Regions from separate parts of the Mus musculus genome. Here all the other regions are linked to region 1. The links are chromatin contacts, called in public Hi-C, HiChIP or PLAC-seq and promoter capture Hi-C maps. All regions are on one chromosome and are shown on one strand. The core of a region is the stretch at or near the end of the contact, and the rest is flanking DNA. Distances in the headings are between cores, read along the strand shown. Region 1 holds the start of Man2a2 (mannosidase 2, alpha 2). Region 2 holds the start of Zfp710 (zinc finger protein 710). Region 3 holds the start of Iqgap1 (IQ motif containing GTPase activating protein 1). Region 4 has its middle 20 kb from the start of Zfp710. Region 5 holds the start of Zscan2 (zinc finger and SCAN domain containing 2). Region 6 overlaps Crtc3 (CREB regulated transcription coactivator 3).

What was found. Promoter capture Hi-C pulls out the DNA fragments that hold promoters and counts their contacts. A called contact is a pair of places that touch in the nucleus more often than the background predicts. HiChIP or PLAC-seq counts read pairs in DNA pulled down with a chosen protein or histone mark.
Region 2: a Hi-C map of pre-pro-B cells shows a contact between it and region 1, with 2.8 times the contacts expected there. The contact joins the promoter of Zfp710 here to the promoter of Man2a2 in region 1. A contact is called at or near these places in 4 of 39 promoter capture datasets (the C10 cell line, liver, neutrophils and 1 more), 1 of 15 datasets of contacts at CTCF or cohesin (large pre-B cells), 4 of 484 Hi-C or Micro-C datasets (B cells, CD4 T cells, pre-pro-B cells and 1 more), 3 of 115 datasets of contacts at active chromatin or transcription factors (large pre-B cells, pancreatic cancer cells and pro-B cells) and 2 of 9 other capture datasets (adipose tissue and pancreatic islet).
Region 3: a promoter capture Hi-C map of erythroid cells shows a contact between it and region 1, with 31 times the contacts expected there. The contact joins the promoter of Iqgap1 here to the promoter of Man2a2 in region 1. A contact is called at or near these places in 2 of 39 promoter capture datasets (cranial neural crest and erythroid cells) and 2 of 9 other capture datasets (liver and macrophages).
Region 4: a contact with region 1 is called in a promoter capture Hi-C map of stem cell-derived epiblast-like cells, with 4 times the contacts expected there. The contact joins the enhancer-like site here to the promoter of Man2a2 in region 1. A contact is called at or near these places in 6 of 39 promoter capture datasets (the C10 cell line, embryonic stem cells, liver and 2 more), 1 of 15 datasets of contacts at CTCF or cohesin (large pre-B cells), 5 of 484 Hi-C or Micro-C datasets (B cells, embryonic stem cells, large pre-B cells and 2 more), 3 of 115 datasets of contacts at active chromatin or transcription factors (acute myeloid leukemia, large pre-B cells and pro-B cells) and 1 of 9 other capture datasets (adipose tissue).
Region 5: a contact with region 1 is called in a promoter capture Hi-C map of liver, with 6 times the contacts expected there. The contact joins the promoter of Zscan2 here to the promoter of Man2a2 in region 1. A contact is called at or near these places in 7 of 39 promoter capture datasets (the C10 cell line, cranial neural crest, frontonasal cranial neural crest and 4 more), 2 of 484 Hi-C or Micro-C datasets (B cells and embryonic stem cells), 11 of 115 datasets of contacts at active chromatin or transcription factors (T-cell acute lymphoblastic leukemia, embryonic basal ganglia, embryonic forebrain and 8 more) and 2 of 9 other capture datasets (embryonic stem cells and liver).
Region 6: a contact with region 1 is called in an H3K27ac HiChIP or PLAC-seq map of acute myeloid leukemia, with 2.3 times the contacts expected there. The contact joins the enhancer-like site here to the promoter of Man2a2 in region 1. A contact is called at or near these places in 8 of 39 promoter capture datasets (the C10 cell line, the HPC-7 cell line, HPC-7-derived erythroid cells and 5 more), 1 of 484 Hi-C or Micro-C datasets (double positive thymocytes), 10 of 115 datasets of contacts at active chromatin or transcription factors (the HPC-7 cell line, acute myeloid leukemia, bone marrow-derived macrophages and 7 more) and 3 of 9 other capture datasets (adipose tissue, liver and macrophages).

Annotation. Positions count from the first base shown.
Region 1 is chr7:80,369,155-80,372,861 of GRCm38.p6, reverse strand. It overlaps Man2a2 (mannosidase 2, alpha 2), which reads left to right and starts at 1,487. Exons shown (of 24, transcript NM_172903.4): 1 at 1,487-1,760; 2 at 1,933-2,130; 3 at 3,117-3,269. The coding sequence starts at 3,138.
Region 2 is chr7:80,024,808-80,028,495 of GRCm38.p6, reverse strand. Zfp710 (zinc finger protein 710) reads right to left here and starts at 2,268. Exons shown (of 5, transcript NM_175433.5): 1 at 2,013-2,268.
Region 3 is chr7:80,801,363-80,805,108 of GRCm38.p6, reverse strand. Iqgap1 (IQ motif containing GTPase activating protein 1) reads left to right here and starts at 1,778. Exons shown (of 38, transcript NM_016721.2): 1 at 1,778-1,968. The coding sequence starts at 1,914.
Region 4 is chr7:80,003,979-80,007,573 of GRCm38.p6, reverse strand. No RefSeq gene overlaps it. Among named protein-coding and RNA genes, the nearest start is that of Zfp710, 20 kb to the left of the region's middle. Within about 2 kb of position 2,218, at least 17 of the 459 cell types and tissues checked have an H3K27ac peak or open chromatin away from gene starts, as enhancers often do.
Region 5 is chr7:80,859,366-80,862,860 of GRCm38.p6, reverse strand. Zscan2 (zinc finger and SCAN domain containing 2) reads right to left here and starts at 1,930. Exons shown (of 3, transcript NM_001382511.1): 1 at 1,784-1,930.
Region 6 is chr7:80,626,574-80,630,307 of GRCm38.p6, reverse strand. It overlaps Crtc3 (CREB regulated transcription coactivator 3), which reads left to right. Exons shown (of 15, transcript NM_173863.2): 3 at 569-688. Among named protein-coding and RNA genes, the nearest start is that of Gm15880, 7.6 kb to the left of the region's middle. Within about 2 kb of position 1,472, at least 231 of the 459 cell types and tissues checked have an H3K27ac peak or open chromatin away from gene starts, as enhancers often do. A contact at or near this core is called in the HPC-7 cell line, acute myeloid leukemia, adipose tissue and 10 more, where this site is marked.

The sequences.
Region 1 (3,707 bases), core at 238-2,737:
GCCACCTGTCCAGCTCCCCCACCCCTTTTTCCTGTTTCCGTAGCATGTAGGCTCTCTTCCTTCTTGGAGGCCACTGTAGTTACAAACTGCTTGATTCCTTCTCTCTCTCTCTCTCTCTCTCTCTCTCTCTCTCTCTCTCTCTCTCTCTCTCTCTCTGTGTGTGTGTGTGGTGTGTGTGTGTTTGCAGTCACTGTGGCACATATGTAGGAGATCAGAGGAGTCTTTCCTTCCACCACGTGGACTCTGAAGATCACACTCAGGTCATCAGGCTTGGTGGCATCTTTACCCACTGAGCCACCTCACTGGCTTCTGGGTTGCTATTATTTTTATTTTGAGACAGGGTCTCACCATGCTGCCCAGGCTGGCCTGGGACTCACCAAGATCTGCCTTATCTCTGTTTCTTGACTGCTGAGGACCTGGGTTCTGGGATGTTTTTATAAGGACAGGATAATCTGCTTTCTAAGGGCTCTGCCTTCATGAGCTAATCTTAATCTTATCAAAGCCCCACCTCCCGATATGGTCAAATCTGGGGACAGAACTTCAAGATGTGAACCTGGGGTTAGGGGTAGTCTACAACAGAGAGTAATATTTGTTTTGCTACGTAGTCCAGGCTAGTGTCCGTTTGCTGGGATCCTCTAGCCTCAACTTCCCAAGAGCTGGACTTTTAGTGGGCCAGCTCAGTTTCAGGCAGTAATTTTAGCAATCTTTTTTTCTTTTGAAACAGGATTGCAAATGTGTAGTCCAAGATAGCTTCGAATTTGTGTCAATCTGAGACAGGAGGATTTATAGGTGTGTGCCACTACGATCTAGCAAGCAATCTCCCCCCCCCCCCCCCCCAAGTAGCTATGGCTGTCCCGGAACTCAAAATGTAAAACAGACTGGCCTCGAATTCAGAGATCTCCCTGCCTCTGCCTTCCAGGTGCTGGGACTAAGCACGGGCTCCTACATCCATCCAAATATTAATCTTAAAAGGAAGAAAAGTGTGGAATTTGTGGAGATGTTCATTGCAGTATGGTATCTTACGCTGTAAATTGGAAACATGGATGCTCAATAAACCTTTAACCGGATGATATGCATTTCGCCCTTAGTGTCAGGAAACCCAGAGCCACCCGGAACTCACAAAACCTAGAGGGAGGCACTATTCCTTTGACTAAGAAACATCACTATTGAGCCAGGCAGGGAGGCCACGAAGCACCGCACGGTTTTGCCCTTTCTGCTCCTGCCTAAATCTTACTCTTGGAAGACCAAGAGAAAAAACAAAAACAAAAACAAAAAAAACAAAAACACAACAAGAAACAGTGGCGCGACCTTGCTGGGGTTCCGCCACTCCCGCCCTGCCGGGTCAACGGCTGCGCACAGCCGCCCCGCAGCCATAGCGGACCCCGGCACCGACCCAGCGGGAGGCGACCGAGTCGGGTGCCAGGGGGCGCTGCGGAACCCGGCGGGGGGCGAGGCAGCGGCGGGACCCGGCACTAGGGGACGCTGCGCGCGGTCCCCCGCGCCCCTCCTCCTGCCGGGCGCACCGCTCGGCCCCGTGGAGGCGGGAGCGCGGGAGCACAGGCGCGGGGCGAGCGCAGGGAGCGCGCAGCGGCCCTGGCCCCCGCGGGAGCGCGGCTGCGGGGCCGAGCAGGGGCGGTGGGTGGCCAGGCGTCCCTCTTAGCCTGCGCAACTGCCCGCGCGCGGGCCGCGGTCCCCCGGGATGCGAGCAGTGGCGGCTCGGCCGGCCGGGTCCCGAGCGGCGCGGAGGCCGGCCGCGTACGGTAACGGGCCAGGCGGGGCGTGGGCGAGGACTCCAGCCTGCAGGCCGCGAGCGTTGCGGCCCCCGGGTGCCGGTTGAGCCCCGAGGGCCGGAGGGGGGCTGGGCGGGCCGGAGGAGGGGGGTTACATCTCGGCAGGTAATTGCCCCACGGTGACCCAGCTCCTGCTCCCTAGCTCCGCCCTCTTTGGCCCGGACCCAATCTCCAGGGACTAAAAATATTGCCCGGAGGCTCCTGAGCGGAATCAGATCGCATTAAGTAGGACGCAGGCTGAGGTGACTGAGCTTTTCAGCACCAGGGCCCGAAGAGCAGACTCCAGAGAGCGGTCCCGCCCACGCGCGTTCAGCAGCTAGCGTCCTCCCTCCTCCGGCAGGCAAGTGGGGACTCGCGGGCGGTGGCGGCAGGCACTGTGGGTCGTCTCGAGTTGCCCCGTTTCGGAGCCGCTGTGCCTGGCTTCCGCTACCCTGGGGACTTTATCAGTCTCGCCGCTAGCTTCCTAAGAGTCCCTTTAAAGCACTCTGGAAGCCAGGACTGGAAGTTTTGCACAGCAGGAATCAGTACTGATGGGGACAATCCTAGAACTGGGTTGCGTTAGAAACATGGGCATTTCTTTTTCTCTTAAAAGAAATCCATTCTGTATTCTCTGAGATAGGATCTGGGCCAGGCACTGTTTCTGCTGAGTTCCAGTCAGCCCCAGGAGGTCACAGGGGAGGCAGGGTGTGAGTGTGTGTGTGTGGGGGGGTTGTCTGTCTCTCCAGCTGGTGATTGTACCCCTAAATCAAACAAAATAAAACCTCTTGTATTTATGTATACATCTGAAGGGAGGAAACACGTGGCTTGGGAGAGCCTTCTCAGAGTCCTGAGCAAGCTGTTTGCAATCAGTGGTTGTGTAATGAAGTGTGGGTCAGAGTTGGGGCTCTGTTATCCCTGTTTGTTTGTTTGTAATGTGTTACATTTATTTATGTGCATGTACGTCACAGAAAACATGCGGCAATCAGAGGACAATTTGTGGTAGTTGGTTTTCACCTTCCACCATATGAATCAAATGAATCGCTTTGGTTGTCAGGCTTGCCTGCAAGTGCCTCTTTACCTACTGCACCCCCACACTCCACATCCTGGTTTCTATAGCTTGGGCTGAGGGGAATCAGAACTCCTCTCCTACAGGACCAGCCCCAAATATATGTGCTACTTGTGTGTTGGGAGTCATAACCAAGATTTGGTACTTGAAAGCTTACTTGCTTTTTTACCCAGAGTCAAGCAAGTAGGTTGGTTCTCCTTGGGAGTCCACAGAGCGTTTGTTAGGAACACCAACAGAAGGGTTTTGCATGCCAGAACTACAGGTGGTGTCTCTCCTGCCAGGAACGTGCCTCCTGGGTCAGTATGAAGCTGAAAAAGCAGGTGACGGTGTGTGGGGCTGCTATCTTCTGTGTGGCCGTCTTTTCTCTGTACCTTATGCTGGACCGAGTGCAGCATGATCCTGCCAGACACCAGAATGGTGGGAACTTCCCCAGGGTGAGTCACACCTTGTTCTCTTCTTCAAATGCAAGTCACCTGGGCTCAGGAGAGTCTTGTCAGCACAGGACAAGAGCACCCCCCCACCCCCATTGTCTTAGAGATTGGACCTAGAGCCTCCTCATGGGCATGCGTGCATATAACACTAACGATCTACAACTGAGTTATGTAGCTGTAGCCCAGGGACATTCCTAGGCAGATTTGTCTTTCTTGTGGAGATGGATGCCCAAGGACTGGCGCATGCTAAACACATGCTCTACCACGGAGCTATGCTCCTGGCTGTAACAGGAAGTGAAAAGCAGCAATGCTGAAGGAGGAGGGAGAGGAGGAGGAGGAGAAGGAGGAAGAGGAGGAGGAGAAGGGGGAGGAGGGGAACAAGAAATTTGCCTTGTGTAATAATAGCCTGACTTAAGTTTCTGGCAGACACTGCTGATTGAC
Region 2 (3,688 bases), core at 1,019-3,518, 350 kb after region 1:
CAGTGCCCTCTGGCAGCAGAGCCAGCTCTGCAAGGTGGCTAGAGCTGGAAGTTATCAATTCAAGGTTGTGCTCCAAGAACAGCAGGTGCCCGGCCCAGGGTTACTTGTGGGATGAGAGAGCAGACAAAAAAAAAAAAAAAAAAAAAAACACTAAGCCAAGGTCTCCAAGGTAAATGTGCTTTCAAACAAGTGAAAAGGTGATGGTCAAAATCAAAACCAGACAGGCCCATCAGCTTTGATGAGAATACACTTATATCTAAAGCCGGTAACGACCAGCTCCCCCATCTCAGGCCAGCTCCACGGATCTTTGAAGGTCCCTAGGAGGGCCTTCCGCCACCCCCCACCCCCGCTCCTGTTCCCATACACCAGTTCTTCTCTTCGGCAGAAATGAACTTTGCTTTTTTACTTACACACGTACAAAGGCAAGGCTGAGAGGGCAGCGTCAAAGCTGGCTGGATGACCCCCAACAGCACAAAGTCCTCCGCACACCTGTGGGGGAGTTTTGTGAGCTTCCGGGGTACCCACAGGGACTAGTTAAGTCTTCAGGTGGACAGTGGCGGAGAGTTTCCATTGTGAACGGAAAGAAAGGTGCTCAGAGTGCCCTTCGAAGATAGGGCACAGGGCCCGCAGGTCAAGTGTCCCCTCACTGGCAGACTGGCCGCTAAGACCGTGAAGGAACTCTGCAGTGTCCGGGTGAAAACACACCCAGACTACTGCTCGGCCTGGTCGGAACCATCACGCAGGGCGTAGAGATACATTAATGACCGTTTTGGATTAGTTAAAGCCCACACAAGCACCTCCCTGGCCTCTTAAATCTTCCCAAACTACAGTTTAGACTGGAGGGAAGCAGTTGCAGGGACCATAAAAGTCATCTTAAAAGGCAAGTTGAAAAAAAAAAAAAAAAAAGAAAGAAAACCAACAACCCGCTACGCACGAGTTAGCAAGTCCGCAGCTGGGGCGGAGGGGTGGGGGGTAGCACCGAGGCCGGCTCGGTGGGGTCTGAGAGTCGTGGAGGGAAGACCACCCGATTCGGGGGGCTCCTCCGTCTGACGCCGACGATCACGCCCCACAGCTCCGTCCAATTAGGAAAATGACCGCGAGGAGAGGGAGAGGGGGCGGCGAGGAAGGGAGGCCGAGCCACGGGAGGCTCGAGATCTGCCGTGGGGATCTGCCCACCGGTTCCCGGCCCGGGGGGTGCGCCTTCAACAGGTCGGAGACGGGGCCACCGAGGTGGGCCGGGGTCCCGCGCTGGTGACGCCCGCTGCCCTCGAGGGGCGCCCGGCACGCCAGCTGCGCGCTGAGCCCTAGCCACCCTGCCGGCCGGGCCGCGCGGCCACCCCACCCGCTCCCGGAGTAAAAAGTTTGTGGGCAGCCGCAGGGGCGGGGCGGCGAAGGGTGAAACTTTGAGTCCCGGGCCGGGTGCGGGGGGAGCATCCCCGAGCGCCGCGACACCCACGTGCGGGCCGGAGACCGCCGCCGCCGCCTCCCCGGCCTCCCACGCTACCGCCGCGCTTTCCTTTCATTTTGCTGCTTCTCTGCCTGTGCCTCTCTCTCTCTCTCTCTCTCTCTCTCTCTCTCTCTCTCTCTCTCTCTCTCTCTCTCTCTCTCTCTCTCTCTCTCTCTCTCTCTCTCTCTCTCTCTCTCTCTCTCTCTCTCTCTCTCTCTCTCTCTCTCTCTCTCTCTCTCTCTCTCTCTCTCTCTCTCTCTCTCTCCTCTCTCTCTCTCTCTGTCTCTCTCTCTCCTCTCTCCTTCCCTTCCCCCTCTCCTCCCTCCTCCTCCCCCCCTCCAGACGCCATCTCTCTCTCTTTCCCCTTCTCTCGCTCCAGCTCTCCGGCATGAGGGAATGTGGAAGTGAAAGGAAAAGACGACATGTTTGCCTGCGCGCCGCCGTCCCCGGGGAGAGGCGGGGGGCGGGTCGACCGCGGCCGCAGCGACCCACCCCCGCGCCCCCCAGCCACCCCGCCGCGGGCCGCCCGGGGGCTGGCGGGGCCGCGGGCTCGCGGGACACTCACCCTGGGTCCGGGCGCGGCTCCTCGCGCTGGGGGCCCTCGGCTGGCCGGGCCGGGCGGGCCGGGGGCTCCTGCTGCCCACCGCCCGGGTTGCAGCTGCGCGCCGCCTCCACGCGCGCCCGCCCTGCTCTGCCACCCTCCCTCCGGCTCCTCTCTTTCTCCCCCCCTCTCTCTCTCCCTCCTGCTCTCTCTCGCGCTCGCTCGCTCTCTCGCTCGCGCTCTCTCCCTCCCTGGAAGAAGGGAATGAGGCAGGGCTGACGTGAAGGGATGCTAAACAGCTCCTCCTAAGCCTGCTCGCAGAGGAAGAGAGACAGAAAAGCAGCCCTTTTATCTCTCTTTTGTTTTCTCACTTCCTTCCACCCCCCCAGCACCCCCCTCTCCTCGGCCCAAGTTTTCTTTTTCTCTTTCTACCGCAGAGAGGATTTTTCTTCTTTTCTTTCTTTCTCTCGCTGCAACTCTCCTACTCGAATTGCAAGCCTGGAGGCTTCTCTTTTTTTTCTTCCCCTTCCCTCTTTTCTTCCTCCTTCCTCCTTTATTTCTCTAAAAGGGTTTTGTTTGCTGTGGGAGTTTCGTTTGAAAATCGAGTCACGCCTTTTTCCTTCTTTTCTTTCGCCCTCTCCCTCTTTTTTTTCCCCTCCTCTCAGCAGAAAAGGGGAACAAAGATTAACAAGCGGGGGAGAAGGGAGCGTCAGAACCTCGCATGGAAATGGGGGGGCTGTCCCTGCCAGGCACAAAGGGGGCTCCAGAGAGCAGCCCCCAGGAAGTCTGGGGTGCCCTATCCCAAATAAGAGCTAATGGGGGTTGGGGTCGGGGGAGCCCGAGTGGCCAGTCCTTCCGAATACGGGTTAGGGCTCAACCTGCCCCCTCCCCAGTCAGGGGTGGAAGCTGGGGGTGCTCTTCACTTAATATATTTTTTAAGTGGGCAGATGGGACTTAGAGCAAACGTCGCCGCAGAGCCCTCAACAGTAAAGAGCCTTTAAACAGCTGTTCGCAGAGCCCTGGACGGTCAGACTCGAGGGAACGGCCCCGGCTGCTATCACCGGGACCCGGGTGCGAATGGGGTTCAGAGGAGTTCGGGGTCCCTCGCATCCTCCCCAAGCCCAGGGCCTAGGCTCGACCCCGGGGTGCACTGCTGGAGGGCGCCGAGGCGTGGTCGTTCGCTGAGGTCTGGGCCCTTGTGGCTCCCCGCGGGGCCCGGGGTTCGGCATAGCCTGGCCTCCTCCCAGCTCTGGGACAGGCCGGACACCCCGCCTCCAACCTCCCGGACACCCGCCACTCAAGAGCTGCGCCGCTCGACTCCGACGCATGGGCGGGTACGGAGCCCGCGGACAGAGCGGGGCAGTGTCGCCACCAAGGGTCAATTATTCATGGGGCGCCTGGGCGTGCTCCCAAGACCAGCTCTGTCTTCGGCTTCTCCAGAGGAGTGGAGACAACACGGGGGAAAAGTTCCCAGAGCAAAGTTGGCCACATTTCTTATTTTCCCAAGTAAGTATTGAGCACCTGCTGGATGCCTGGCCCTTGGACTGGGGCTGCAGCTGGGCGAGAAACGTGAGGTCTCGGCGGGCCCAGACAAAGCGAGGGAAGCTGTGGCTCCGGACCAGGTCACCGAGCTGAAGGGAAGCCTGGATCCTCTCCCCTCCCTGCGCTCTTCCTTCCCCTTCCCTCCTTCCTCCGGGCTG
Region 3 (3,746 bases), core at 529-3,028, 430 kb before region 1:
CTTTCTCTTTCCTGTTTCTTTATAGACAGAATCTTGTACACACCTGCCTACCCCAGGTTTCGAACTTGCAGTGAGGACTTCTGCCTCTGCCCCAAGAGTACTAAGATGACTGGTGTAGTGCAGCTGCTTATAGATTGTAAGTTATCTTCTTCCTTTAGGAGCTCAGGGCTATGGGTGTAGCTTAGTGGCAGAGGGCTTGACTAGCGCATGTCAGGGCATGGGCTGTATCCTAAGCACTATATAAAGTTCTTAACTTTTCATTTATTTATCTTGACACACAGACACACTCTCTACACATTTCTGGCTGTCCTGGAACTCACTATGTAGACCAGGCTGGCCTTGAACTCACCGAGATCTGCCTGCTATTGTCTCCTGAGTGCTGGGATTAAAGTCGTGCCTCAACATGCCCAACTAAGAAGAAAGTTTGTAAGGAAAGAGCTAGTAAATTGAAAATGGCTGGAACAAAGAGCCTGGAATTGGGTTGTAAAGGTGCCCACCTGGCATGGGAAAGTACACAAACTGCACTGTGAAGGGAGTAACAGGAAAAATTACATCTATGACAAGAACTCGGAAGCTGGGTGTGGTGGCACATGCTTTTAGTTCTAGCAATCAGGAGGAAGAGACAGGTGGATCTTCAAGGGTAGCCTTGCCTATTTAGTGGGCTCCAGGACAGCCAGAACTACATAGTGAGACTTGTCCCCCTTCCCAAAGAACTCCGTACTTTGGAAAGAGCATGCTGGCAATCATGATGATCTGGTTGGCACAAGTGAGAATAGAGATTATGATGATCAAAAAAGTGTTATCACAGGTGGGGACAGAAACAAAACTAGATGCTTCAGAAATAGAGGTGAGTCGAGGAACCTGGGGTGTGTGTGTGACTGGTGATGGAACACTTCCAGAGAGTGGGGCAGGAACAGGATCAACGTTTGACAGGTTTTAGTGTCTGTGAGAGGTCCAAAAATGCACGTTAGATAGTTTGGAACTACTGAGGGGCTTCTAGATGGTCTGGATTGTAAGTAGAAGCCATCAACTGTTTATGGTGAGGGTAAGAGTCCTGAGAATGGGACTTTTACTTTATTATTATTATTATTATTATTATTATTATTATTATTATTAGAGCCAGTGATTCACTCCAATCCAGGCTGGTTCAGAATAGAATTCGGTTGAATACTGGCACTTTAAAAGATCACAAGGGTAAAGAGACGAGGCATCCTTATTAATAGGGTCAAGATAACCCCCCTAAGATCTTGCAGATTGTAAAGAGCTGATAAACAGCTCTTCCGCGTGAGCATCGTCATCCCCCAGTTTAAGAGATTGAGCAGTTCTATTCTTTAGCACTGTTGGGGAGAACAGAGGTCAGATTGACAGAATGTAGCAGAGAGTAGGAGTGGGAGTCTTTCCTGACAGTGGGTCCTACTTGCTTCCAATAATCACACTCTGGGCCACTTGCAACGGCTCCTTGAAGGAGCCGCGGTGCAGAGGGGGTTAACTCAGTTGTCAGGAGAAGGCAGGCGCCTAAAAACATTTGGATTTCAAGCTGTAGACATTGGCGGCCTTTTAGTCAGAGCCGCAGATAGGGCGACAGCGGAGGAGTGTCGGGACAACGGACCAAGCCGGCCTAGGGACTCGCTACAGCACCCCGCCTCCTCGCTTCCGCAAGTGGAGAGCGAAGAGGGCAGGGGCGGGTCCTGTAATACTGACCACGCCCCTTCCGCTCGCTCCGGGGAGCGCAGCTGGGCGTGGACTCAAGGGCGGGGTCTGCGGGGCGGGACCTGCAGGGTGGGGCCGATGGCGCGGGGCGGGGCTCTGAGGACAGCGACAGCCCGCGCACTGGGCAGGAGTTACTGCTGCTACGGTCGCCCGCGTCTTCAAGGTCTCTGCGCTTCCTCACCGGAGACCTGGACTCGGCCGCCATGTCCGCCGCGGAGGAGGTTGATGGCCTGGGTGTGGTCCGGCCGCACTATGGCTGTGAGTGCCGAGGGCTTGGGGGTGCGCGGGCGAGGGACCAAGCTCGGGTTTTCCCAGGGGCTCAGCCGGGCGGGTGCGCCGGGTGGCTTGGGACCGCACGGACCCGGAAGAGCAGCTGGCTGTATGGCTGGTAGCAAGGTTGGCGCCCGAGCCTTCTCGAGCTCCGGAGGCGGCGGGTAGAAACCTGGAGGCCTCTGCCTTCGCTAGGCGCTGCGGCAGGGGAGCCCCACCCAGCTCCTCCACCGGTTAGTTCTACTGAGATTGGGGAAGACGGCCTAGGGTGAGGTGGCAGGAGAACTGACTGTGCAGGGCGTGTCCTGGGCACTGGACCCAGGGGTTCTGCTCGGGCGTGGTGGGAAGGTGCTGCCCGGATTGCTGCCTGCGAGGGTGACCCAGGGCGCAGACCCGCGCAGCCTCAGGCTAGCTGCGAGGTGCAGTTTTAGGCAAGCAGCTTATGCTTTCTCCTGCTGGGTTCTTTCTTTAGCATTTCAAAAGTAAAATTAAAACATAAACACACCCAAACCGGCTCCCCCCACTTCCTCATTTTCTGTGACTATCCCTGCAACCTTAGTAAACTAACCAGCTGTACGTGGGATAGTAGTTACAAGAGGATCCCTTTGAGTCCCAGGTTTAGATTTTATGTTTTGGGAAAAGTACTTTCTTAAAGGATACTTTAACACATCCAGTTATGCATTGGATAGTGTTATAATGTGTGCTACGTTTGTGAAATTAGGGATGAAAAAGATCAAACAGTGCCTTCAAAACCTGTCCGAGAAAGAGACAGGTGTACAGAGATTGATAATTAGATGAGGGGTTGGGAATTTAGCCCAGTGGTAGAGTGCTTGCTTAGCAAGTGCAAGTCCTCAGCTCCAAGAAAAAAACCAATAAGGTGCAATAAAGATAAACGATGCATGAACTAACTCTAACTGGGTATAAAGAGTAATGGGGGTGAAGAGAAGGGACTTAACAAGGCCATGGGAAGGTAGGTGCTGACTTTTAAACAGAGGCTTGGAGGATGCAGTGTGGGGCAGGGTGAGCAAGACATGACTTTGAGAGGGCAGACACAAACTAAATATGGTATTGGAGAACATAGGGTTACTGTACGTGGAAAACCGAGGGCATCGAAGTGCAGAGGTGGAATTGAAAGGGAGAGGAGAAAAGTAAAAAGGATTTCCCGAAGTAGCCCAGGCTAGAGTGAGAATAGCTCTGATTGCCTTCCCAAGGAGTTATCCCTTGGGAAGACAGTGGAGAAGGCAGATGGCTACAAGGTAAAGTCCACAGGCCCTGGAGTCAGGTGGGCTGCAAAGGCCCTTGATTAGCCCTCTGACTGAGTTCTTCCAGCCTCAGTATCCTCAGCTGTCAAATAGTGGTGATCACAGGATGGGTCTGGGCTAGAGTAGGAGCATGTGTGTAAACTGTGTAGTCCAGGAGCTTCGGTTATGAAGAGAGGGGAGAGTGTGACCAACAAGGATAGACTATAGTTGATGCCTCTTGAAGCTACAAGAAAATGTAGTACATATATATTTAAAACACTTAAAATTTTGGTTCCTTGATAATTTCTTTTTTAAAGATTTATTTATTTATTTTATGTATATGAGTACACTGTAGCTGTACAGATGGTTGTGAGCCTTCATGTGGTTGTTGGAAATTGATTTTTTTAGGACCTCTGCTCGCTCTGATCAACCCCTCACTCAGGCCCAAAGATTTATTTATTATTATAAATAAGTACACTGTAGCTGTCTTCAAACGCACCAGAAGAGGATGTTAGATCTCATTAT
Region 4 (3,595 bases), core at 969-3,468, 370 kb after region 1:
AGAGAGAAAGAAAGAAAGAACGAAAGGAAGGAAGGAAGGAAGAAGGAAAAGAGAAAATTTTCAGATACCCAGTGAAGCAATAGCTTTTGAAGTTTAGAGTTTATAGAAATCAAAGGGAAAGAGGGTATTACTGGTAAATCAGTCAAGCTTGACAATTTTAAGAAAATTGTTTTCAATACATAATTGTAAATGTGTGTGTGTGTGCTGTATGCATGATTGTGTGTATGTGTGTGAGTGTGTGTGTGTGTGTGTGTGTGTGTGTGCGCGCGCGTGTGCGTGTGTATATGGTGCCCAAAGATGATGCCAGAAGAGGGAATTGATCTTCTCTGGAACTGATGTTATGACTGTGAGCCACCTGATATGAGTGCGAGGCACCACACTTGGGCCTTTTACAAGAGCAGCAAGCGCTCTCTACAGCTGAGCCAGCTCTTTGACCTCAAACAACATATATTTAAACAACATATAAAGCATGACAAAGCACTCTGGAGGCCGTGGGGGGAGAGGTCAAGGTTGACTTGGGGCTTCTGGAGGCTGGTATAAAAGGAAAGGAAGACAGTATTCTCATCCAAAATACAAATATAACAGGCACGGCGGCACACACCTGTCATCCTAGCACTAGGAAGACAAAGGCAGAAGGGCCAGGAGTGTAAGACCAGACTTGGCTATTTGATATCTTACCTCAAAACTCTAAAAAGAGGGAGGAGGAGGAAAGAGGATGAAGTGGAAGAATAAGAGGAGGAGGCAGGAGTGGTCATGTGGGTGTGGTAAGGTAGGCGTGTAACCTCAGGGCTTGGTGTGTAGAGGCCAGAGGACCAGGACTTACAGGCCAGATCCAATTACAGATGAATTTGGGGCCACCCTGAGCTACATGAAACTCTCTCAAAAGCCCAGAAGAAAAAGTTCCAAGACAAGCAGAAAGGCAGACTACCTTAATTTTTTATTATTATTATTATATCTAAGTACACTGTAGCTGTCTTCAGATGCACCAGAAGAGGGAATGAGATCTCATTACAGATGGTTGTGAGCCACCATGTGGTTGCTGGGATTTGAACTCAGGACTTTTGGAGGAGCAGTCAGTGCTCTTAACCACTGAGCCATCTCTCCAGCCCTTAAATATTTCTAAAACTATTTTTTATTAGATGCAGGTTAGCATACATACATATATATATATATGTGTATATATATGTGTGTGTGTGTATATATATATGTATATATATACACACACATATATATCATGTAATATATAATATATGAATTTAAAAAAAAGACAGGTTACTCAAGAGAAAATTCTAGAAAATGTCTCACGCCAGGTCATTTAGACCATCCCCAGAACATGCAGAGGCTGGCAGATCTCTGTGAGATCGAGGTCCAGCCTGGTCTACAAATCAAATTCCAGGACAGTCAGGACCATTACATTTAAAAAACCTAGCTCAATACCTCCCACCCCAGCCCCCAATAAAAAAAATAAAACAAAATGAAGAGAAGTTTGCGTGAACACAAGGTCAGGAGAAGCTGTAGCTGTTTGCTGTCCTTCCCCCATCTCATCTGGGCGGTAGCACCCACCATACCTGAGAAATTCTCCCAGACCAGAGGGGAGAGGCAAGGGGGCAGTGGCAGAGGGAGTCCCCTGCCCACATCCTTCTAAGTAGAGAAGCCGCCAGGGCTGTGGCTGTTCCTCCTGTAGCCTGTCCCTCACTTCCCTGGCCTTCCTGTAACAGGGGTGCACTGGGGAACCGCAGGCAAAACTCGGAGTTCACTGTCCAGCACCCCCAGACAGGTGTCACCTCCAGGAAAAGATTGACCTTGTGGCCTCCTTGATATCCAGAAGGCATGAAGGGAAGATGAGCCTTGGGATTTACTTACTTAGGTATTCATTCATTCATTCATTCATTCATTCATCTTGTGTCTGTCAAACTGGCCTTAAACTACTGACCATCAGCTTCTGGAGTGCTGGGATCACAGGTGTGCACCACAAAGCCTGGCTGACAAATGGGGTTTTAAGAAATGTGCGTGCGTGTGTGTGTGTGTGTGTGTGTGTGTGTGTGTGTGTGTGTGTGTGAAGTACCAAAGGGTGTGTGAGGAAAACCTGGAGTTGATTTTCTCTTTCCACCACGTGAGTTCCAGAGCATTTAAACGATGTTGTCAGGCTTGGCAGCAAACACCTTTACCTGCCGAGCCGCCCGCCGAGCCACCGAGCCAGCCTGACAGGTCGGCTTGCAGTGGGTGGAAGCCCTGGAGACTGGCACCTTCTCTTAGGCTGCACAGATCCCTACTGTTTGCTCACACAGAGCAAACCGACCGCAGAAGGAGGCTCAGCTCTCCATTTCCAGTCAACCAGGATTTAAACCCCAGATCCATGGGAATCGTGGAACCTCTTGAAGTCTGTTTCTCTTTCTAAAGGTCTGTTAAGAGCAGGATCCCTCGAGAGCTGCTATATTTAAGGCTTAGGTACCACACAGGTCTTGCTACTGGAGGAGAACTGCCATTCTCCAGCGTCTGCCTCAGCAGTGGCTAAGGACTCATGAGATTTGAATTGTGTGGCTCGTGGCTGCCGGCCCACCTCACCTGGATACTCTCCTGATGAATCGCTTGTGTAAAACAGTTCCCAGCCCCTGCCAGCTTCTGCGCCAAGCCTGCCTCACACTGGCCTTCATTCAATAGTCCCAGTGACCATGCGGAACCACCTGAAAGCCTGCCCCCCCCCCCCCCCCCCCCGTCTCCATGCTCTTTAGCATCCAGGACTAATTCTTGTTTCCCCTTTGAAGCTGTAGCCCGAGTAAGACCCCCTCTGCTTCTCAGCCAGGGCCAGCCCCCGTCTCCTTCCTCCCTTTAACAGACTGGAACTATTTTAAGTACGGGCTCAGAAGTCAGACTATCCATCCATCTCTCTTTTCTTTACTTATTTTTGGTGGTTTCAAGCAGTCCAGGCTGGCCTTGAACTTCTGATCTTTCTGCCTTCAGCCCCCAAGTGCTGGGATGACACTTGTGTGCCACCCTGACCTGTTTCTGTGGTAGTGGAAACTGTACATGCTAGGCAAATGTCCTACCAACTAAGCCACTACCCCAGCCCTAGACTCAAGCTTTTGAAAATATTCTCGGGGCTGGTGAGATGGCTCAGTGGGTAAGAGCACCCGACTGCTCTTCCAGAGGTCCGGAGTTCAAATCCCAGCAACCACATGGTGGCTCACAACCATCTGTAAGGAGATCTGACTCCCTCTTCTGGAGTGTCTGAAGACAGCTACAGTGTACTTACATGTAATAAATAAATAAATCTTTAAAAAAAAAAAAAAAAAGAAAATATTCTCTCTGGGTTCAGTGTCTGCTATGGAAACACGAGGTTCAGCTTCAGATCCCCAGCACCCCGTGTTAGTGCTGGCTGGACAAGGTGGTGCTGGCCCATCCCTTTAGGACTGGGGTAGGGGTGGAGATAAATATCAAGAGTTACTTAAACCTGTTAGCTCTGGCATCAGCAAGAGACTCTGTTTAAAAAAAAAGGTGGAGAGCGATAGGAGAAGATACCCTAAGTCAGTCTATAGCCTACACAGGAGCACATGCAGCTGAGAGTGTGTGCACACACAGACACACACACAGAGAC
Region 5 (3,495 bases), core at 681-3,180, 490 kb before region 1:
AGAAATATCACACACACACAACATTGGTCTGATATCACTATTCAAATGCTAAATACTGGCCCCCAAGATCTGGTTGCACGCAACTAGAAGGTCTCATATACACCAAATGATGCTCTGTAAACCTTGCCCCACCCCCCAACTTATCCCAGCCAATAGAGATGACTGGGCAGAAGGCAGGGGGTGGAGCAAAGGTTCCCAGGCTTGGGATCTGAGGTAGAGACCATGAAGAGAGAAAAAGAAAGAAGGAAGTGGCCATGGGGGAGGTAGTTCATGAGCCCATGGCTATAGGGGCTGGCCTGATGGAGTAGAAGCGGCCCAGGCAGAGCATGGCAAGTGATACCTTGGGAGGTAGACAAAATAGCCCAACTTTAATGCTTTTAAGCTTATTATGAATCTACAGGTTTCTGTGTCTTTTATCTGGGAACAATATGGTCTGAAGTGGGGTAGAAACACCTAGTAGATATTTAAAGACAACAAGGGGATATAGCAACCCAATAATAATAATAATAATAATAATAATAATAATAATAATAATAACTACCACACACATACACAGCATTGCTCTTTTCAGAAGACCAAAGGAAGAGTAGTGGGATGCAGTGATCTGGGCTGAGAGAAACAGAACTGACATATCCTACCCTAAGTCAGTTCAGACTCCCTTCAGAGACTGTGACCTAACAAAGAGGTTAGTCATTCAACCTCAGTGACCACTTAATGAATAGATAACACTCATCCTTATCATATGGAACATCATAGTGATTACTAATGGATCGCATGTCAAGGTGCCCCCAGCTTCACTACAAGTCATTAGTGCTATATTTCAAAGGAGGTTGCCCTCAGATAATCTCCCAGATCCCAGAATCCAGGACTCCTCAAGGCCCCTATATAAAATGGTGTACCAAATACCTTCAATCATCTCTAGACAACATATACTTAAGTGTAAATAATATGTAAACAGTTGGTATGCTGTACTGTTTGGGAATAATAACGAGAACGCTCCTACATGTTCAGTACAGACATTTCTGTTTATTTTTTTGCTTCTGAAGCAAGATCTCATTATGTAGCCCACGCTGGCCTCGAACTCCTGACCTGCCTGTCCTGCTTCCTGAGTGCTGAGATTACTGCCTGCCCAATTCCTTTTTAAATGAACACACATGGGGATCATTGCGGGGGGTGGGGGTGTGGGGGACACACACCTAGATCTGAGTAGTAGCTCTACAAAATATTCAAAGCAGTGGAATTAAAAACTATTTAAGTATTATGAAAGCAATGAATATTTATTTTTAAAAAATCATTACACCATAGAATCAGATAACATGCCCTCCCCCATGAAAATAGCAAAAGTTAAAACAGAACAGCAACAACAGAAAGAAAACTGAAGCTCCCAATGTCAATTTGTCCAAAATGACTACGTGAAACACAAATACATCGTAATTCTTCCTGGACATCCCGGGAACACTGAACCTAGACAGCTTATTAGCTAAGCCTGGCTCCGACACGCCCCCTCAGAACCTCAGTTTCCCCACCTGGTCAAGGAGGCGGCTCGGTGGGATGTCGTCGAGCATCCCTTCCCAGTGTAAAGCCTGCGTTCCTAGGCTGCGCGTACCCAGCGCTCTGGTGTGAGCGGAGCCTCGAGGGCTCCGAAGAACCAGGACGCAGAGCTGCGCGTCCAGCCCGTCGGGCGCGGACACCGACGCCCCTCCCCCAAACTGCCCTGAGCTGGCTCCAGGCCCGTTACTCGCTGTCTCTCTGGCTGTTCCCCGCGGGGCGCGCGGCTCCTGACCTGCCTCTCCCGCTCGCCTCTCCAGGGACCAGGTCCTGTTCCCGCTATCTCTCTGAGCGCAAAAGCACCCCACGGTCTGGCCCGGCCCGGCCCGGCCCCTCTGGATTCACCTCAGCTCAAGCCCAAGGGGCACAGAGAACAATGGACGGGAGAGGCCCGCCCATGGCCACTCTCATTGGCTGTCCACAACAGTTCCTGAAATTCTGCTCCACTATTGGTGAAAACTGCGTCCAGATGGGCGTTGGGAGGGAAGTTCCACCCGATGCATTGCGGGAAATGTAGTTTACCCAGAGACGGGGGGGGGGGTGGTTTGTACCTGAGCGAACAGAGGGTTTGATAGCCGTAAGTAATGCCTCCGGATCAGAGGCAGAGGACGACCCAGGACTAGCTGTCTGTCTTCTAGTACTGCCCAAAGCTTTCACCTGAGACAGATAGTGCCAATTCTCTAAAGCTCGCGTGTATTTATCTATAAAAAATGAAAGCTGGGTGAATGTATCAGTCTTTTTCAGCTGAGAATTGAGTGGCAAATGAGCCCTCGAGAGCCAAAAGCTGACTCTAAGCAGAGAAGAAATCTGCGCAATCAAAGTTCCTCTTGGCCCAAGTTCGCACCTCTCCTGGAAATTTGCAGCTACGCACAGGCATTTGCACTCCGGGGTTGCACTCCCCTTTGTTTTCACACGTGGTATTCTTGCGTCTTCACGAAAGCCCCGCCCCGCTCTTTCTGCTTTGTAAGTCCTAGTCTATAGTCGGCTCCTTGGAACCTGCCCTACAGTTAGGCAAGAGGTTAGCTCTGGGAGGGAATGACCACCCAGGCACCCTAAAACAGGACACAAAGGACAATAGTGGTCCTTCCAGATGGGTCATCTCAAGGTCCCCAAAACAGGATGTAAAGAACAGCAATAGATGGTAGTGGTCTACTAGTTGGCTCAGCTTCAACTGGCTTCAGGGTATCTCTAGATAAGAGTATGCATGGAGTGCCTGCTACCCCTTCACCAAGTGAACTTTTCAGCTTTGAGGGCACTTAAGCCCCAAGACTGGGTGAAATGAGCTTCCAAGAAAAGTGTGCCACTTTGTTTTAGTGCCCGCCTTAATGGAGGGACAGGGAGAGGATAACAGATAAAGGATAAATCTAAACCCACTTCTGTCCCCGACACAGCCATTCCTACTCTGTACGGATTGCTCTCTTCCCAAAGAGCATACAAACTTTTACTCCCTTACTCGCTCTAGTTAAAACCCTTGACTTGGGGGCTGGAGAGATGGTTCAGTGGTTAAGTGTGGGAAGCCGTTGCAGAGTGGCAGTTGCAGAGTGGCAGTTGCAGAGTGGCAGTTGGCTACTGCTGGCCACTACACATACATAGGCAGTGAAGGTTCTTTTGCCAAGACAAGTTAACCAATCAGATGTGAGACACACCTCTCCTAGGCCTATGTAAGCAGCACCAGTTCTGGGCTCAGGGTCTTTTCGCCTCTACAATCAAGCTCTCCCAATAAACGTGTGCAGAAGGATCCTGTTGCAGCGTCGTTCTTCCTGGCCAGTTGAGCGCGCGTAAGAGTTAAGAGCACTTGCTGCTCTTGCAGAAGACCCCAACACCTACATTACAGCTCACAACAGTTTGTGGGCCTGGTTCCATGGGATCCATACTAAATAAAAACAAGAGAGTAACTACCTGGACACTCAGGTAGGAAATCTAAGGGAGAAGTGATAAACAATATCC
Region 6 (3,734 bases), core at 223-2,722, 260 kb before region 1:
TGTGGCACCCAGCTCGATATTGCAGTTTTAAACGTGTGTGTGCGTGTGTGTGTGTGTGTCTGTGTGTGTGTGTGTGTGTGTGTGTGTGTCTGTGTATGGGGGCGAGTGCGTCTGGCATTTGTGTAGAGATCCGAGAATAACTTCATAGAGTTGGTTCTTTCCTTCCTTCTGTTTGTGGGATCAGGGGTTGAACTCAGACTCGGGGTTGGTGAGGCAGGCACCTTTACCCACTGACCTATCTTGCTGGCCCAATAAACACATCTTAGAGGAGAATTTTAGAAGAGCAAGAAGAGCTTGAAGTCGTAGTCCCCCGGATTCTCCATTTCCTAATTGTGACAATTTTTGTATAGAATCTGCCTGCTTCCATATTAACACATTAAAGGCTATTTTTGATATATTCTGTAATTATATAGAAACAGAGCCATGTGTGACATTTTATTTACTTTGACGCAAAGCACCAACATGCAATAGTAAAGTTAGAAGCTCCGGCTTTTGTCTGTTACCAGTTGCTCCTGAGGGTGAGTGGCAGTTCATGGTTGAGGCTAACTGTTCTTCTTTCTCTCTGCAGCCATCACTTCATCAAGCCGATAATGTTCGTGGAACCCGCCACCATGGGCTGGTGGAGAGGCCAGCCCGGAACCGCTTCCACCCCCTTCACCGAAGGTCTGGGGACAAGCCAGGGAGACAGATATCCTTTTTCCCTGTCTGAGGAGAGTGTGTTTTGAAATGATTGAGAAATGGCCGGGATTTATCTCCCTGTGGTTCCCCTGTGGCCTCAGAGCTTCATCTGATCTGCAGAGAGGAAGCAATAAAAGTAACAGAGTTTAAAACTGTAAACATCCCTACAGCCAGACTGGGAAGAGCTCGGTCGTTGGTTATGAGAGCGTCGGTAAAGTTCCGTTGACTAGAACAGAACATAAGCATTCAGTTCTGGTGGACAAGGCATCTTTGACGTTTTCTTCAGAAATCAGCAGTATTAAGCTTGACTTTGAATCAACTAGAGAGATGTAGGCTGTCTAGCCAAACCCAGGCAGATCCATGTGTTTGTGTTTTGTTGACCTGATGACCTGCTTTTGGAACTGAAAGAGGAAATCTTACAAGACTGTCTGTCTGTCTAGTCTCAGACTCAGTAAATGACAGGTAAGATGTAAAGTGGGCGTTTAGGAAGCCTCCTAAACAGAGATGTACCAGCGCACTCTGTGTGGCTGAGTAATGAAGAAAGGAGCTGTGAGCCCGACCGGCTGAGCTCAGCACTGTCTGTTGGGAGTCGGACAGGGGCCAGGCTAGGGTGGCTTTCTGAGTGGGGCCAGCACAGTACTGAGGGTTGGGGCAGACAAACCTGAGCCTGCTGGTTAGGACAAGGAGAGGCAGAAGTGAGGAAGCTTCTCTCACTTCACTGAGCTCAGGACAAGCCTGGCGGAGGAAGGAGCAGATGGGCGGGGCGAGTCTCCCTGCAGAGAGCTGATTCCTGGCAGTGATGGCAGAGTTGGCTTCATAAGCTTAGAAACCAGGAAGTGGGGGAGGGCACTCATGTTTACTGAGCACCTACCCATGCCAGACACTGTGCTAGGCAATTTATATGTCATTTAGTCCTCAGAATTCAATGAGTCGTTTGTTTTTTAACCCTCAGTTTTCCCACGAGAAAACTAAGATATCAGAGTAAGTTGCCCAAGAGTCCACTGCTGCGACTCATGTAGCCCAGGCTCGTCCACTCAGTGGCCATGCTAACATATGCAGGAGAATACTCCTGTGAGGAACAGCAGGGATGTAGAGAGGAAGCCCAGCTTTCCTGGCCATCATGGCCTCTAGGTCTCTCTCTGCTGAGAGGTGAGGACAGTGGTTCTGGGGAGTGTTGACTTCTCCCAGCTCTCCCCACTGGACAGATCCAGCCCACAGGGCTGCAGTGACTTCTAGTTCTCTCTGTTACATGGTGTCCGTCAGGGCACATAAGAATGATGTAGGATCGTGGGAATTCCTTCCCACACTTCATGTAGAATGTAGAGGGTAAAGGGAAGCAGTTTATCTAACGAGCACATCTGATGTGGAGTGGCACACCGAGCGATTGTCCAAATGGCTTGGAATCCTCTAGCAAACAACCAGATGTTTCTCTGCCTGATTGAACTGTGCAGGGGCTGGAGTGTGCAGCTCAGTGGTAGGTGCTTGCCTAGCATTCTTGAGGGTTTGGGTTCAAGAAAAAAAATTTCCCTGGTAGCGTGGCTCAGTGGCAGAGCCTTATGGCTTGTGCACAGCCTAGGGTTCATTCTCAGCATGAAGAAGGAAAAGACTGGAAGGAGGGGGAAGGGAAAGAGAGAAAAGGGAAGAAAAGGGGTAGGGGGAGAGAGAGATGGAGAGAGAGAGAGAGAGAGAGAGAGAGAGAGAGAGAGACACGGACGGGAGAGAGAAGGGGATTGAGGCTTAAAGGTTAAGAAAGAAGTAGGGTGTGATGTGTCCACTCACTAAACACACATGGAGACCCTTTCCTGGACCAGGCAATGTCTTAGGCACAGAGCTCAAAGTGATGAAGGGGATATCAACCCTGTATTTTTGAGTTTTACAGTCCTTTGGGAGACGGTGGACAGCTAAGAGGCAAATAGTAATAATTAATTAATTAAGGAAAATAACTTCAGATAGTATCTTAGTTACTTTTCTAGTTCTGTGATAAGACACCATGTCCAAGGAAAATTATAGAAGAAAGAGTTTATTAGGGGCTTAGAGTCCATGACATCATTGTGGGGAGCATGGCAGAAAGCATGCTGGCAGGCATGGCACTGGAGCGATAGCTGGGCACTCACATCCTGAGACACAACCTCAAAGCAGAGACAGCTAACTGGGAATGTCTTCTGAAACCTCAAAGTCCACCCCTACCCAGTGACACCTCCTACAACAAGGCCACGCCTCCTAATCTTTCCTAACTAGTTCTACCAACTAGAGACCAAGTATTCAAACATGAGAGGCTATGAGGGCTGTTCTCATTCAAGTCACCATAGATAGTATATTCAAGAACTTAGCAGTTCCCAGGAAATGTTCTGACATTGGGAATGGAACAGGTAAAGTCCTAGGAAGGACTGTACTGCGTGTTCAGGGAACCTGTCTCATTCTGGGCAATACATCCTAGAGGATGGCCTGGCTCTGAATCAGTTTGTAAGAGCATTAGCAAAGCTTGCCAGCTCCCAGGGAAAGGAAAAACCAAACAGATATGCAGAGAAAGTTGTTGAGCGCAGAGTGTGATCTGATTCACTGATCATGAGCTGTCTCTCTGCGATTGTTTCCTAAGCCCCTAGTTGGGATTCTGGGCCTGGACCTGTGCTGATATACAGAAGTTCGCTAGCCTAGGGGCGTCACTAATGAACTAATAAGTCCTGTGTGAGGAGTCAAAAGGCTGGGCAGCAAGTGACAAGTGACAGGAAGGACAGTTTGACACCTCAGCTGGTGACTTACTCAGAGTTTGCAGGGAGACAGAGGCCTTCTTGGCTTTTCTGGTGTGTATGCTGTTAGCTATGAAACAGCTCACTTTAAACTCCTGCCTTTCATATTTGTCTATGGTACCAGTCTAATTTTTAAGAATTATCTTTTTTTAAGATTTATTTATTTATTATATGTAAGTACACTGTAGCTGTCTTCAGACACTCCAGAGGAGGGCTTCAGATCTCATTACGGAGGGTTGTGAGCCACCATGTGGTTGCTGGGATTTGAACTCAAGACCTTCGGAAGAGCATTCAGTGCTCTTACCTGCT